5 separate regions of the Mus musculus genome follow, and regions 1, 2, 3 and 5 are each linked to region 4. The links are chromatin contacts, called in public HiChIP or PLAC-seq maps. All regions are on one chromosome and are shown on one strand. Each heading gives the region's core, a stretch centred on a gene start, on an enhancer-like site or on the middle of the called end of the contact. The rest is flanking DNA. Distances are from core to core; before and after follow the strand shown. Region 1 overlaps Rptor (regulatory associated protein of MTOR, complex 1). Region 2 overlaps Rptor (regulatory associated protein of MTOR, complex 1). Region 3 overlaps Rptor (regulatory associated protein of MTOR, complex 1). Region 4 holds the start of Nptx1 (neuronal pentraxin 1). Region 5 overlaps Rptor (regulatory associated protein of MTOR, complex 1).

Evidence for each region. HiChIP or PLAC-seq counts read pairs in DNA pulled down with a chosen protein or histone mark.
Region 1: an H3K4me3 HiChIP or PLAC-seq map of embryonic stem cells shows a contact between it and region 4, with 2.9 times the contacts expected there. The contact joins the enhancer-like site here to the promoter of Nptx1 in region 4. A contact is called at or near these places in 9 of 39 promoter capture datasets (the C10 cell line, the HPC-7 cell line, cranial neural crest and 6 more), 4 of 484 Hi-C or Micro-C datasets (the G1E-ER4 cell line, the N1E-115 cell line, bone marrow-derived macrophages and 1 more), 17 of 115 datasets of contacts at active chromatin or transcription factors (astrocytes, bone marrow-derived macrophages, craniofacial prominence and 11 more) and 3 of 9 other capture datasets (adipose tissue, embryonic stem cells and liver).
Region 2: a contact with region 4 is called in an HNF4G HiChIP or PLAC-seq map of pancreatic cancer cells. The contact joins the enhancer-like site here to the promoter of Nptx1 in region 4. A contact is called at or near these places in 2 of 484 Hi-C or Micro-C datasets (bone marrow-derived macrophages and nephron progenitors), 4 of 115 datasets of contacts at active chromatin or transcription factors (craniofacial prominence, embryonic stem cells, kidney and 1 more) and 1 of 9 other capture datasets (embryonic stem cells).
Region 3: an H3K4me3 HiChIP or PLAC-seq map of forebrain shows a contact between it and region 4, with 4 times the contacts expected there. The contact joins the enhancer-like site here to the promoter of Nptx1 in region 4. A contact is called at or near these places in 3 of 39 promoter capture datasets (cranial neural crest, neural stem cells and pre-B cells), 6 of 484 Hi-C or Micro-C datasets (the N1E-115 cell line, bone marrow-derived macrophages, cerebellum and 3 more), 13 of 115 datasets of contacts at active chromatin or transcription factors (astrocytes, craniofacial prominence, embryonic forebrain and 8 more) and 2 of 9 other capture datasets (embryonic stem cells and liver).
Region 5: an H3K27ac HiChIP or PLAC-seq map of bone marrow-derived dendritic cells shows a contact between it and region 4, with 2.0 times the contacts expected there. The contact joins the enhancer-like site here to the promoter of Nptx1 in region 4. A contact is called at or near these places in 3 of 484 Hi-C or Micro-C datasets (the N1E-115 cell line, nephron progenitors and uterus), 11 of 115 datasets of contacts at active chromatin or transcription factors (SST interneurons, bone marrow-derived dendritic cells, bone marrow-derived macrophages and 7 more) and 2 of 9 other capture datasets (embryonic stem cells and liver).

What each region holds. Positions count from the first base shown.
Region 1 is chr11:119,757,847-119,760,546 of GRCm38.p6, forward strand. All of the region lies in intron 6 of Rptor (regulatory associated protein of MTOR, complex 1), which reads left to right. Among named protein-coding and RNA genes, the nearest start is that of Rptoros, 75 kb to the right of the region's middle. Within about 2 kb of position 1,270, at least 23 of the 459 cell types and tissues checked have an H3K27ac peak or open chromatin away from gene starts, as enhancers often do. A contact at or near this core is called in embryonic stem cells, hippocampal neurons, neural stem cells and 1 more, where this site is marked.
Region 2 is chr11:119,695,156-119,697,855 of GRCm38.p6, forward strand. The region is part of intron 3 of Rptor (regulatory associated protein of MTOR, complex 1); the gene reads left to right. Among named protein-coding and RNA genes, the nearest start is that of Rptor, 94 kb to the left of the region's middle. Within about 2 kb of position 1,421, at least 28 of the 459 cell types and tissues checked have an H3K27ac peak or open chromatin away from gene starts, as enhancers often do. A contact at or near this core is called in pancreatic cancer cells, where this site is marked.
Region 3 is chr11:119,738,202-119,740,901 of GRCm38.p6, forward strand. All of the region lies in intron 4 of Rptor (regulatory associated protein of MTOR, complex 1), which reads left to right. Among named protein-coding and RNA genes, the nearest start is that of Rptoros, 95 kb to the right of the region's middle. Within about 2 kb of position 1,375, at least 34 of the 459 cell types and tissues checked have an H3K27ac peak or open chromatin away from gene starts, as enhancers often do. A contact at or near this core is called in forebrain, neural stem cells and oligodendrocyte precursor cells, where this site is marked.
Region 4 is chr11:119,546,510-119,549,209 of GRCm38.p6, forward strand. It overlaps Nptx1 (neuronal pentraxin 1), which reads right to left and starts at 1,311. Exons shown (of 5, transcript NM_008730.2): 1 at 637-1,311; 2 at 143-350. The coding sequence starts at 1,080. It overlaps Gm11762 (predicted gene 11762), which reads left to right and starts at 2,121. Exons shown (of 4, transcript NR_045099.1): 1 at 2,121-2,700.
Region 5 is chr11:119,675,434-119,678,261 of GRCm38.p6, forward strand. The region is part of intron 3 of Rptor (regulatory associated protein of MTOR, complex 1); the gene reads left to right. Among named protein-coding and RNA genes, the nearest start is that of Rptor, 74 kb to the left of the region's middle. Within about 2 kb of position 1,573, at least 132 of the 459 cell types and tissues checked have an H3K27ac peak or open chromatin away from gene starts, as enhancers often do. A contact at or near this core is called in the N1E-115 cell line, bone marrow-derived dendritic cells, bone marrow-derived macrophages and 2 more, where this site is marked.

The DNA of each region.
Region 1 (2,700 bases), core at 20-2,519, 210 kb after region 4:
CTGGCTACATGACCACTTCCACCTCTGCCTTGGAACTCCCCAGCTTTTCAGAGTGCTTTCTGAAAAGAATGGGCCAGGGCACCAGCTCTGTTGTGACACTGCATATCCTGCTGCAGACTAGCTCCCTTATGCAGTTCTCTAGGCAGGTGATTAGATGTGTAAGGAGGGTGAGCAGAAATAGACACAAGCACCCACAGAGCCTGACACTGTGCCTGGACTCACCCATGCCTTCCTTCCTAACACACTGCCTTAGTGCCTCTGCCAGACCTCAGTGCGCCTGCCCTGCACTGCCCTGCACTGATCTCCAACTCCACACGCGCAGGGCTTATGCCTGTAGGTCTGGGCAGCTCTAAGGACTCCACACCCCGCTGCCAAGCAGAGGATGGGCTTGCTCTACCCAAAAAGCATGTCATTGCTTAGGTGCCTGAAATCCTTTTTGGACTGAGGACATAATTAAGTTTAAGTAAGCATTAAGCATTAGTAGGAAGTACAGTAAAAACCAAGTTGACACAACTTCCATAACATGGACTTTAGCACCATTGTGCCGCACGCAGTTGGGGAGAATGGTCCTCATTCACATCTAGTGCCCGAATGCTGTCAGCTCAGCTCTAGCGGGTAGATCTGTAATCTCAGGGAGGTACTGCAATGAGTCTGATAGAAAAGGGAATATATTTTTTCATTTGGTAATTACCCATGTTTTTAGAATTAGGGTTTTTTTTTTCATTGTAAAGTCAGTTTCGTACATTTTAATAAAAACTGAGTATATCTTTTCAGAGAATTAATGAAAAGTACAAAATGAGAGGGAGGGAGTAACCAACATTTTTATCTTCAAAGCACATGTCAGCTTTTCCCCCATCACCTCCCATCCCACTCTCCATGTGTTCACAAACTAGTCTGGGGCTTTAGGGCCTAGCATTGTGAAGATGGTGGTCGGTGAGTTCAGAGTTGCTCTCACAGTATCAGAAGGGTCAGTTCCTGAGTAATCCCAGCTCTGTTGTTTCAGGGACCAGATGTGACAGGTGGGTGTGGCTGGGCTTCACAAATGTTATTTACAAAAATAAGCACTGGCCAGGTGTGATCTTAAGCTGTAGTGTGCCAGTTACTGTTGCAGAAACATGAAACCAGGATTAGGCTGTGAAATGACAGTCACATTGAGGACTGTGAATGGCCTAGGAAAGAAAGCTCAGGACTTTCCCTCCCTCCTTTCCTTAATAATACTGAAAACTACTGTCTTCATTGTATACGGGAGGTTGCTTCAGAATGCCCGTGCTTGGCAATCGGTCCAGATGCAGCTGAGCTCTGTGAATACAGAGTCAGCCGTGTCTGCGGCCGTGTGTGGATGGCTCTTGTTTGATGAAGAAGCACTTGTCAGAAGACATTGTGCAGATTTTTTTTTTTCATTTTTGCCTCAGGAAATTTGCCTCTTTCTTATTTTCAAAACTGACTTCAGTAATTCTTAAGTTAACAGTTGTAATATTCTCTGTAAGTAATTGCCTTGCTTCCCATATATATCAGTATAGTGTAAGCATCCAAAATATATATCGTTTTCCTTTAGCTGTTTCTATTTCTTTGATTGAGTGGCATAATACCATTTTAAATTTATTATGGGCATATGTGTGTGCTGCTGGAAGCTCTGACTCAGAGGTATTCAGTTTGCTTTGAGACCAGCTGTAAAGGAGATTGATGTCTGTCGCACCAGGCAGCATACAGTTCTGCTGTCTATTAATGAAAATGACAGCATTATTTTGGGTTGGAGTGAGGTCAGGAACTCCTCCCTTTCAGTTAAGCCACTGAGTCTCTGGGAGATTAAGTGCTAACTGTGCAGTGTTGAAGATGTTTGCAGGAGCGGCAGCTCTGCTCCCTCCGCCCGGCCCCAGCAGGATGGCCCCAAGCGAACATCCTGTGTAAGGAAGGTGTGGGGCACTTTGCTATCGTGTCTCCTTTCTGCTACTGTGGTAACACTTGATGTTGTCTCTGGAAGGCTACTAGGCTCAGAGTCAGTAGGAGTTGCTTCTGTAAATGCAAGGTTTTATCATTTATAGTATTGAGCCAGAGTCTTTGAAGCTCAGCAGCTTTGCTAGAGGACAGACCTCCTGCCCCACTTCAGGGCTAAGATCTTGTTTAGGTTCTGTGATGTCTGATTAGGAACGACCACTACAGGCTCATCTGCAGTTGGTGGAACTGTTAGGGAAGGATTAGAAGGTGTGGCCTTGTTAGAGGAGAAGTATCACTGTGGGTGGGCTCTGGTTTCAGAAGCTCAGGCCGGTCCCAGTTAGCTCACTTGACCATGCAGTTGTGGATCAGGATATGAGCTCTCAGCTACTGCTCCAGCACCAAAGCCTGCCTGCTTTCACCATGCTCCCTACCAGGCTTATAGTCTCCATTGGCCACGGGTTCCCGGGTTCCTGAAAGGAAACATGGGGTTTTGGATGGGAAAGGCTGCGAGAGAAATAACAAGCCAAGACAAAGGTCTGATCAAGGCCAATGTTTGCTTATGAGTCTGAGCTTATAAAGAGGGGAACCCATCCCCCACTACGCCAGGATCTCCTTGCTTAGTCTGATAGTGTCAGGAAAACAGGTTCAGCCTCTTAGCAGGTAGTAGTGTCTTGGTGGAAAGCTGCAGATGTGGCAGGACAATAGACTCCACCGTAGGTGGGCTAGCCGGCTGTGGCAAGCCAGGTCTGAGCCAGTCTGCTCAAG
Region 2 (2,700 bases), core at 171-2,670, 150 kb after region 4:
AGCAGTATGCTTGACCTTGCTGTGCCCAGAGGGCTGGTTGTTTATATAGTACCTCTATATAGTGCTCTGTTGCATGCAGTGGCCTGACCTGCTAGAGTTGAGCCCCACAGGGGCTAGGTTGGTACTTTCTTTGTTGTGCCTGCTATGCTTTGTAAAGGACCAGTTAAATGGCAGTCAGTAAAATGAGGTTCACAGTCATCAGCAACGAGTAGCTGGTTTTGCTTTTGATTTAGAATCAATAGTTCTTTAGGAGAAGAGCATCATTAAGAGTTTTCTCAAAGCAAGTAATAAGCAGAGTGCCTATGCCATGGAGACAACAGTTGGTTTGGCCTGGGGTTCCGAGGGTCTCACCTGCTAAGCTCACTCAGTGTATACCCTTATCTAGTGGTTTCTTTATCCTGTACGTGACCAGTTGCAATCCCAGACAGGAGAGAGTGGACAGTGAGCACATGGGTGAGCTCTGCTCAGACAGCGCTTCTGCTAAAAGCAGACTGTGGAACAGCTGCTGTGCCATGCAGGTGAGGGCAGTGGCATGTAGCTGAGAAACCAGCTCTTAATAAAGATCAATACTGGGGCTGGAGACACGGCCCAGCGGTTAGAGCATCCTCTACTCTTCCAAAGCTCCTGAGTTCAATTCCCAGCAACCACATGGTGGCTCACAGTCATCCTTAGTGTGACCCGATACCCTCTTCTGGTGTGTTTGAAGATAGCTACAGTATACTCATATAAATAAAATAAATCTTAAAAAAAAAATCAATACTGCATAGGCTTGCTATACCTTTGTGAGGTTCAATTTTATTTCATTCACTTTATTGGGTATTGAGTTGACTATTAGATATTAAGAAAAAATGTAGGGATAGTCTTTCCTGTTATATGAACTTTAGGGGTTACTAAGCTGACACAACTGATGGCTGTTCATTAAATATCAGTGACTGAGTCCCATCCTACATCACATCTGATGAACCTAGCAGATATTTAGGTGTATGAAGTAGGAGACCTGACTGGCCCAGACATGCTCAGACCTCACCCTTGGAGCCTGGGCGTGTCACCTGTGGCAAAAGGTGGACTGAGCTGTGGTTCTTGAGAAGTGCATACTAGGCTCAGTCCCGTGGATTCTCATGCTTTGTACACTGACTTGGTACAGGCTGAGTTCTGACTGCATCCTGTGCCTCTGTGGGTCCACACTTGGCCTGGCTTCAGCCTGCATTTAGGATTATCTTCTGGCAGGACTAGAGTATTGGCTATAGTTTCCAACCTTGGATGCTAATTAGCAGGGTGTGAGGCATCATTGGGAGGGTGTGCTAGGAAAGGGATTGGAGAGAGGGTCTTACTCTGTGGCCTATGCAGACCAAAGCTCTTGGGAATTTCTGTCTCAGTCTGCAGAGTACTAGGATTCAGGTGTGATCCATGCAGAGTACTAGGATTCCGGTGTGATTCATGCCTGGCATGAGTCATTTGTTTGCTTTTGCATTCCAGCTTGTGCCTCCCCACCTTATTTTAATTACTTTTTTTTTTGTAGAATTGGGATGGTACCCCGGGCCCTGGGCTTGCTGGATACACATGATACCATTGGACTGTATCCCCAATCAAATTGTATATTTTGAATTTATAAAACATTAATAGAGATTTATGCATCAAAAGTGTTCAAAAAGTTATGCACAGAATTGTGTTATTCCATCCCTATCCACATCTGCCCCGTGTCTAATTGCTGTAGCTATAGCTATCTTTCTTATGCTTCTTTAGTCGTTTTTCTTTGGATCATTTTTACACAGACATCATACTGCACATACTCCTGGGAGCCACTCACACCACTTCTGGGGACCTTAGTACTCATTTAGCACTGGACACTCCACCAGTATCAGCCACTGTTGCTCACAGGCCCTCAGCATGCTGGGAACATTCCACACTCTGGTCCGTTGTTAAGGCTGTGTCTCTGAGGTGAACCATAGTATCACTGGGCCACCAAGGTACACTGCAGGTGTTTTTGTTGTTGTTGTTTGGTTATAGTTAAGTTTTTTCCAAGATAGCATCCCCTGTCATTTTGTATTCTCATAGTAGCACATAGAGAGCCTCCTTGCAGAACCCAGAGTTTCCGAGTACTACAGGCCAGTACATGTGTCTGTTTTTTAATCTTAATTCTCATTTTTAGTATAAAATGAGGTTGACTGTTTCTTTATAGCTAAGGGCTACTGCCATAGTTTTACTGTGAGTTGTTATTTCATGTTTGCACCCCTCACCCCATTTGTCTTGATAATTCCATTTCCATTCTTTGAGTTCCTGTTGATAGCTCAGATCTCCTGATCTTCCTGTGTTCCTGGCTGCCTCTGGTTATGGACACTTTTCTAGGAGTAAGAGAGCAACCACCCGAGTTACCCTGAGAACAGAGTTGGGGATCCAAGGGGTGGGAGTGGGGCTTGCATTTTCTCTCAGGATAATGGAGTCTGCCTTGTGAGGTTCTCTGGGACAGATACAGGCCAAACGTCCCTTAAGAGTGACTAAAGCCTTTACACTTCTCATGACATCGGCTCAGGCAAGTGCTCTATATGTCTGAGACCACATAACTCAGTGAGTTGAAGCAGTGCCACCCTTAATCCCAGCAGTGCCTCAGTGTGGCAGGGGCAGGTGGTCCTAAGAGTCCAGGCCAGTCAACAAAAGACAATGAAACAAAACCACCACAAAATTCCCCAAAACAGCAACAAC
Region 3 (2,700 bases), core at 125-2,624, 190 kb after region 4:
TTGTGCATTTGTGTGTTGTAGAGAACTCAGACGATGATCAAGTGGGGAGTGAGAGACTTGGGGCTAGACTAGGACTGAAGTTGTTAAGATTTCAGATTTCTGTGGATGTTCTTGAATAGGCTACACTCTTTATACTGTAGTGAGTCTACAGCAGATAAAGGAAGGTGGGATTGCAGGAAGCTGTCAGGTGATGAGTGCTTTCTGTGTCAGGAGGAGGCAACTCTGCTTGTAGATAGTTCAGAGAGACAGAGGATGACATTAGTGGATGAATCATGAGAAAGGGGATGATGTAGGAAAATCGTGTCTGCTGAGAGCAAGACCCAAGGAACCCTGCTTTCTCTGAGATGTGGGAAAGAAGGAAGGGGGAAGAAAGGGAATGAGGGAAGAGGTAAACAGAGGTTGCTGCTGGTGGCATGTGCATCAGCTGCTGTCTGAGCTTATGTCTACATGAGAAAGCAGGCTGAGCCCCCAGAGGCACAGGAGGCAGAACATCAGCATGCCCCCCCCCCATAACTGCTGTGACGTTAGGATGCTGTATGTTGAGAACACCACCACCGCAGAGTGCTGACAGGGTTAGGAGATCAGTGGCAGCAATTGTGATGGTGTTTCTGTGAGCTTATCGCAATGGCCAAGCCTGGGAGAGGCTCTGTAGAGCCTCATGTCATCCTCTGCATGCCTACTGTCCACAGATACACCTGGAAGAGGAAGTTTGAGTTTCTCAGAAACTCGTAGGCCAATGGCATCTATGGCCTCAGCACTCCCTAGGAGACTTGATGCCACTCCTTTGCTGGACATCAAAGTGACTGTTCCATGTGTCCAGGTTTGCCTGTCTAGGGTGCATCTATGGGGGTGCCACTGTGCACTTGACAAAGCTAGATCCCTCTTCCCCACCATCCACTCCACTGCAGCTCTGTCTGGCCCTCCCTGGGGGTGGCCTGTTGATCATCTTTGCCTTTCTCTCTGCTCATTGTTGTGGCAGTACCAGGCGTAGGAGTTGCATGGCATTGCCATCTGCTCCATAGTTGAAATCAGAGCTTAGCTTCACTCTTCCCAGAAGTCTTAGTGGTGCAGTGCATGTGTTCCTGGGATCCGACCCTTCCAAGAGATTGACCTGGTAAAAGACCAGGTATTCCTGCACTGTTGTGGGCTGGGCTTTTTCCAACCATAGCTGCTGTTACAGTTGACACAGCCTGCAGTGACAGTCTGATAAAGCAAGTGGTGTTTCCCCCTTGTGTTTAACGGGATCTGTCAGAGAAAGTGAATTTTAATGAATACATTCTATAAAACCCATTTCTAGCTCTTTGATTAGGGCTTCCCTGCTCTCTCAGTCTAGGCAGGCCTGAAGCCAGCCCTCTGCTCACAGCCCCTCTCTGTTCCCCAGTCTCTGCTTGCCAGGGTTTCTGAATGCTGGGTGGGGCCTCTGCCCATCAGGGAGTACTCAGGTACAGGGCCGGGTTCCCAAAGGACATGTGGCTTCTTTTGTTCCTGCTGCACTGGGTGTTGATCCCCTGTGTGCCAAGGCCGTGCTTGCAGCTGCACTTGGCTGGCTCGTAGGACCTTAATTCTGGCCTGGAGCTTGACAAACCCTCGGCAGTCCTTTTGAGATGGGTTCTGGGAGCCAATGAGCTTGTTAGTGAAGCTTAGCTCTCAAAGGCCATTCTCTTCCTGGTGGTTTAATAGAGTGGATTTTGTTGTCCCAGAGGATCACAGCCTGTCAAGTTTGTCCTCACTAAACTACACAGCTAATGGTTTTGGTGAGACTGTCCCCCTTTTCAGTCAGTTTTCCTTAAGGAGCATTTGACGACATTTGGAGATCCTTTGGATGGTCAGGGCTAACTGGCTCTGGCCTTGGTTGGTTACAGCCAGGGATGCTGCTGTTCGTGGCACAGTGCACAGTTCTGTGCAGTGTATGGACATGGAGAAATGTCACTGTGGGAACAGATCATCAAGGAATCTGCTCCTAGTCAGGTGTCAGATGTGTTGATGTATTTAAGCCATCTACAATGGGAGGCACCTGCGTGGATGGGAGTCAGTACAAGTCCTTCATAACTAAAGGCACAGGGCCAATAAATACCAGTGTTCGGTTCTAGGGTTTGTTCAGTGTTGCCTTATGGGTGGGTACCAGCTCTTAGGATCTGGGTGTTGCCCTGTACCTTGCTATTAATGCATTGTGGAAGATGGAAGTTGTTAAAGGTTTCCCTAATATATCTGGCCTTCATTATTTTAATAAATCAATACTAAGTAACTTGATGATTTAGAGATTTAAATGTAACTTTGCATTTGGGCAAATGTAAATAGCAGACTTAATTCATGCTTGTTTGCTGTTTGTGGGACCTGTGGGCTTGCATCTGGAACACAATATAGATGACAGTGTCTCTGGTCATCAGCAGCTACACAGACCCCGAGAGCTGCATTCATTCCTCTTGGGGCCTACAGTGTGTGAGACGTATGAACTGACTCAGGTTGCAGTGGTCCTCACTGCTGTTGTTGTGCTCTGCACACTACAAGGTTACTTTTAGTCTCTAGGCATCGAGAGCTGGAGAGACTTTTCCAGTGTCATTGATGAAGAACATTTCTCCACATTCATATACTTACAGCGGCTTGGGAGGGACATGGAAGCCTATCACTGGGCATGCCCACTTGCTCCCTTGCAGTGGTCTGTGTGCATCCTGTCTTGTAGATTCTTACAGAACATATACA
Region 4 (2,700 bases), core at 61-2,560:
TATCTCCAGCCTAGGAACTGGGCAGGAAGCCCTAACTGGGGAGGGATTACAGAGTGGGGCCGGGACAAGAGGCCAGGGCAGGGAGCAGGACCCAGGCAGGCTGTCTCTGGAGAGCATGCAGCACGTTCCCCTGAGCCCTTACCTTTCTCCAGCTCGCTGATCCGTTGGTGTAGGGAGGTCAAGGCGCTCTCGATCTTGGCCCTTTCCTCTGTGTCGTTCTTGGGGCCCCCTTTCCCCTCCTCCAGAGTGTTCACCCGAGACAGCACCTGCCGCTCCAGGTCATCGATCTTGCTCTGCAGCAGATCCTTGAGGCTGTTGGTTTGGCTGGAAGAATTGAGGCGGCTGTACTGCTGCGGGGGCATAAGGGCAGGGGAAAACCACACCGTTAGGCGTGCAGCCCGGACCGTGCGCGAAGGCCCGCGACGCGGTCCCTGGGGCGATTGCGGGGGTGGCCTGGAGGGAAGCTCCAGCGAGTGGCAGCCCTCGGTGCCCCGCAGGGTTCGAGAGGCGCCGGTCAGGCATCAGCGCGCCGAAGAGGCAAGGAAGGGGGGACGGGGGTGCCGGACCGGGTCGGGATGGGGTGGGCGAGGGCAGAAGGGCGCATAACACGGAGGGGAAACCGCAGCTCACGCGGACCTCGAGGTTCTCCAGTCGGGTTTTGAGAGATTGCAAAGTTTGCCCGAGTTGGCTGAGCGTCTCCGCGGCCGGCGTCCGGGACAGGTCGCCCATCGTGTTCTTGCCCGAGCCAGGCTGCTTGCGGCCGCCTCCCGACCTGGCCTCGCCGGGACCCGAGTCCAGGGTGCTCTGGCTCTCGCAGCGGCCAAGCTTGGTGGTCAGCTCCCTGATGGTCTCCTTCTGGCTGAGGATGGTCTCCTTCTGCTGCAGCACGGTCTCGCGGAGCTGCAGCACGTTGCTCCGAAGCTCCTCCGCGCCGCCCGCAGCCACGGACGCGGCACACATGTCTGCATCCACCGGCACCGAAGTGCAGATGAAGCGGGTCGGCCCGAAATCTTGGGCCCCACTGCCCAGGAGGCAGAGGGCGAGCAGCGCACAGGTGCGTGCGGCGCGGCCGGCCAGCATGGCTCCGGACACTTGGAGCACCGGGGCCGCTCGGCTCCGGTGGGGATCGGGCTGAGACCGGGATCGGGCTGGCTGGGGCAGTCGCTCCGCAGGCGGCCCGCGCTCTAGCACCGCGCTTCTACGCCGCACAGTCTTCTCGGCCGCGCTCCTCGGCCCCCACTGCCGCCTGCGCTGCGGAGCCCGCGCCTTTTATGCAGCCGCGGGAGGGGCCTCGGCGCCGCCGACGTCAGCGGGGGAGGAATCCCGCTTTAATTGTGTGCGGACCGGCCCCGCGGCGCCGCGGGGGTCGCACGGGAGCGCGGCTGGAGCTACCTCGGCCCTCCCCATCTCGTCCCTCCCGGATCCGCCACCGCCCCCTCCCACCGCCTCCGCACGCACGCCCCCGCCTGGGCCCGCGCCGCTTCCCCGAAGACTACCAGAATACAGGGCCAAGAAGGAGATCGGCCGTGGGCCTGGATTAGATGGTGGGGCACCTGCCCAATACCCCTAATCTCCAACGGGGCTCGGAAAAGAAGAATGGCCACAAGACAAGCTCGGTTCGCTTGCTCCACACTAAGCGCCCGTGTGGTTCGGGCTCCATGCGCTCGCAGCCCTCTTCTTCCTAAATAGTCAACGTCGGTGTCCCCTGCGTTCAGCTCGCTGAGGTCCAGAAAAGGGGTCGCGAGGCCGAACAATGATTCATGGACATTTGTGGCTGAAAGCCACGGAGCACTCTGAGTCTGGGGATCCCCCACGCCCTGGCTCCCCGCCCTACTGTATTCCCCTTCTTCCAACTCCTGAGGATTGTAGACCTAATAATGTCCCCCGCCCCCGGAAACGAGAGCCCGCACTATGCACTCGTCAGGGCTAAGGCCTTCTCGGATCTGTGGATCAAACCCTTCCTGCCATCCAAGCCAGCCTAGTTCCAGGCAGGTGGCGCCCCAGAAGCTGGCTGGCCACTCAAAAGGGGCCCCTGGGGGAGCTTCTTCCCTTACCGCTCTGGGCGTGTCTGTGTGTCCCTTTGTAGGTGTATGTGAGCGTTGGGTTTACCGGTCCACTTGAAACCCCGTCTAGCCCATTCCTCGCGCCCCTGGACTTTGGAGGAGGGGTTTCAGAGGTGGGCAGCGACTTCGCATCTACAGGGGTTCGCACCTCTTTACCCTTTTCCTACAGACACCTTACCCAGCCACCTGCACACCCATACCTCCTTTTTTTCTGGATAGCAGCACTGCCGGCTGGGATTCCAGTCCAGGTTTCAATGCCTCTGGGGACTCTGGACAAGGGTCTGGGCTGCAGCCCCACGTCGGAGTCAGAATCGGACCTGGGAACTCGCCCAAGATCCAATTATGTTGAAAAGAAAACGAAGGCGGGGAGAACCCACATCGGGTTTTAAATGACTGGAAAAGCCCAACTACAGGCTGGCTGGGTTCGCCCCATAGACCTTCCAGTCAAGCATTCGGTTGCCTCACTCCTTTTACGGGTCTGCGATGGACCAGACTAGGTCCGGACTGTGAGGCGCCAGTCCGGGACCCACTGGCAGCCTTCGGACAGAGGATGCCACTCTCCGGTGGGCATCACCGGTGGTGAAGGTAGAAGCCAGATTGGCAGGGAAGCCACTATCCAGGTCTTCTCCGACGCCTC
Region 5 (2,828 bases), core at 323-2,822, 130 kb after region 4:
AGCTGAGAGCAAAGGCTTTTGGGCTTTTAGGAGTTTGCCTGACAGATTGAGGTGCTGGCAGTTTAGCACAAGATGCAAGTTTAGGAGCTGAGGTAGCTGACATGGAGCACTCGCCAGGTCTCCTTTACCTAAAGCATGGAGTGGGAGGCACTCTGCTGGGGTAGGTCCCAGCTCTCCTGTGGCTCCCAGGTAGGTTCTGTGGGAGTCATTACCGTTTACTGTGGGAGGTAAGGAGGGTTGGTGCACCTGTAACAGTTGGCAGGGAGCTGAGGTGACCACTGAACGGGCCTGTTTGCCAGGCAAGGGGACAGGCTTTTCGCTGTGAGTGCACATAACTGTAGGAGCTCTTTCTCATCTTGGCCAGCAGGAATGAATGGCAAAGGCTCTGTGCAGTCACCGTGGCGTTTCAGGGAGCTGAGTGGTCAGTAGGAGCCACACACTCCTGTTTCCCGAGGCTGCAGTCAGCAGGTCTTAAATCTTAGCTCCTCTGCAGTGCATTCTTGTATCTGTCACAGTGGATTTGTAGTCAACGAATGAAACATGTTTTTATAGATCTTCTCAACAAGCAGTGGACTTGGGAAGTGGGGTCTCTCTCCAGCAAAGCAAGGCTCCTGGGCACACTCCTCCTCTGAAGAGCAGCCATCTTAGCTTTGTGATCGGGTTGTACACTTGGACTGCACACATGCCTTGTTAGCTGCTTTCTAGGAAGTAGAGCTGACGTGGCCAGGGACAGACACATTTCTTTCTGTTGGGTTTACAGGCTTGTCCTGTGGGGTTTAGGCACAGGTGTTTGCAGAGCCTAGTGTTTATGTGCACGTCCGTACTTCTGGGTTGCAGGGGCTGGACCTATGTGCCTCCTCCCTTAAGCAGGCTAGCTGCAGGTTGTTGGGAAGCCTGAGGGGTCAAGCATGGAGTACTGCTCCAGCTCTCTCTCTCCTTCCCTGCTGCCTACACCCTCAGAGCCCTCGAGAGGGGCTTGGGGTCCTACTAGCCTCTTCTCTGGACTGCTCCTGGTTCCTGTGTCAGAAGGCTCTACATGCTTGCTCTGCTCTAAGGGAGGAGCGGGGTGGGACGGATGGTGCTAGTGCTCCTCCTCACCCCACCCTAGTGTTCTCTATGGGATTTACAGTGGGATGTGCTGCACACCAGTACTGGTGCAAGTCAGTGTGCTCTGCCTTACTCGGGAGCGCGTCAGAGTTGCATGTGGACAACCTGAAAAGAAGCGAGTGGAGCTCAGGGGTGGAGTGGGGGTGCTCAGAGATCACTGTGGAGTAGCCTGCCTTGAACTAGTAGTGGTGGCTCTCAGCTTGGGACAATCACATTTTGATAGAACAGTACTGCCCATCTGGACACAGCACTATCATGGCATCGATGTCACTCCTTTGTAGGCTGCCCCTATGTCATGACTGTGCTATCCTCCTGACTTCCTCTGCTGGCAGCCTTCTCTTTCCTCCAAAATAGCTGGATTCTCTGTGGAGCCAGAGCTTGGGCATGATCCACCTGTCTGTGTTTCTGTGACAAACTGCAAGTGAGGGCTCCTAGCCACGGGCAGAATTGTAGCTGAATGACTCATACTGACATGATTCAAACTCTTGTGTGATGCGCTTTGCCCCTGATCTCATTAAATTTGTAAGATGGTGTAGATGTGTCTTGTGGCAGTCTTGGGGTTAACCATTGTGTTGTGATAGTCTCCCTTAGCTGCTTCCTGCCCAGATGTTAGCAACTGTCCCCAAGACAAACATTTTGCATGTTTTTCTGCTCTGGCCATAATCTTGTACCAGCCTGTTTCCCCTCCTCTTTCCTCTCTTCTTGCCTGACAGCCTTTCCATGCAGCATGTTCAGGGACAATTCCGATGGATGCTCTTCAGCCGAAAGGCTTATTAGTCAGCCCTGCCCACGCACTTCCTGTCTTGCCCTGTCCCCAAAGGCCACGGTGTTACAACAGCCCTCTGGATGTGGAACTTAGATCTAAAACCAGTTCCAAACTTGCAAACCTAAGCTGCCATTTTAGCTAATGAGAGCACAAAGGAGTCGCCATCTCTTGACTACCCATTCTTTTGAAAGCTTACACATACTTTAGAGAAAGGTAGGTTGTGGAGATGCGTCTGCTTTCACCTGCAGGATGTATCATGCTGTGTGACTAGAGTGCTGTGGGACTCCAGCTTTCTTGAAAGTGGCGTTATTTGCAGTCCCTGTGTCAAAGGCTCGCTCTCAGAGGCAGTGGGAAGGGTGAGTGGTGCACAGAGTAGGTTCCAGCCGTCCACCACTGCTCCTCCTCTCCCTCCCTTGCTGTGCTGCATCAGGCTCTGAGGATTGCCCTCGGCCTTGCTGTCTCTGCCTTGGTGAGAGGGCAGGTAGCTTAGCGGCTGTGGAGAGACTCTTGGCTTTGGTCTGGCCAGATTTAACAGTGACATTCTTTAGCCCTTTACCCTGACTTCAAGTGCTACTGCTTCATTCTTCTCAGACTGAAAATGGAAGTTGAAGCTGGGGTGGGCATGGTGGTGTAGACCTTTTATCCCAGTACTTGGGAGGCAAAGGCAAGGGGCATCTCTTGAGTTGGAACCTAGCCTGGTCTACAGAGTGGGCTGAGGACAGCCAGGGCTGCACAGAGAAACCCTGTTTGGGAACAAACAAACAGACAAACGGTAAGTGGAGGGCTGATGGGAATAATATTGAGCAGGTCAGCCCCAGCACCCAGAGGGTCCTTGATGCCCAGCCTTCTTCCTGAGTGGTCCCCAAGCCACACTAGGACACACACGCTGCCACTCTGAAACTTTCTACCCCAGAGAGTTCCTTCATACCTACCCTCCTCATCCTGCTTGCTGTCT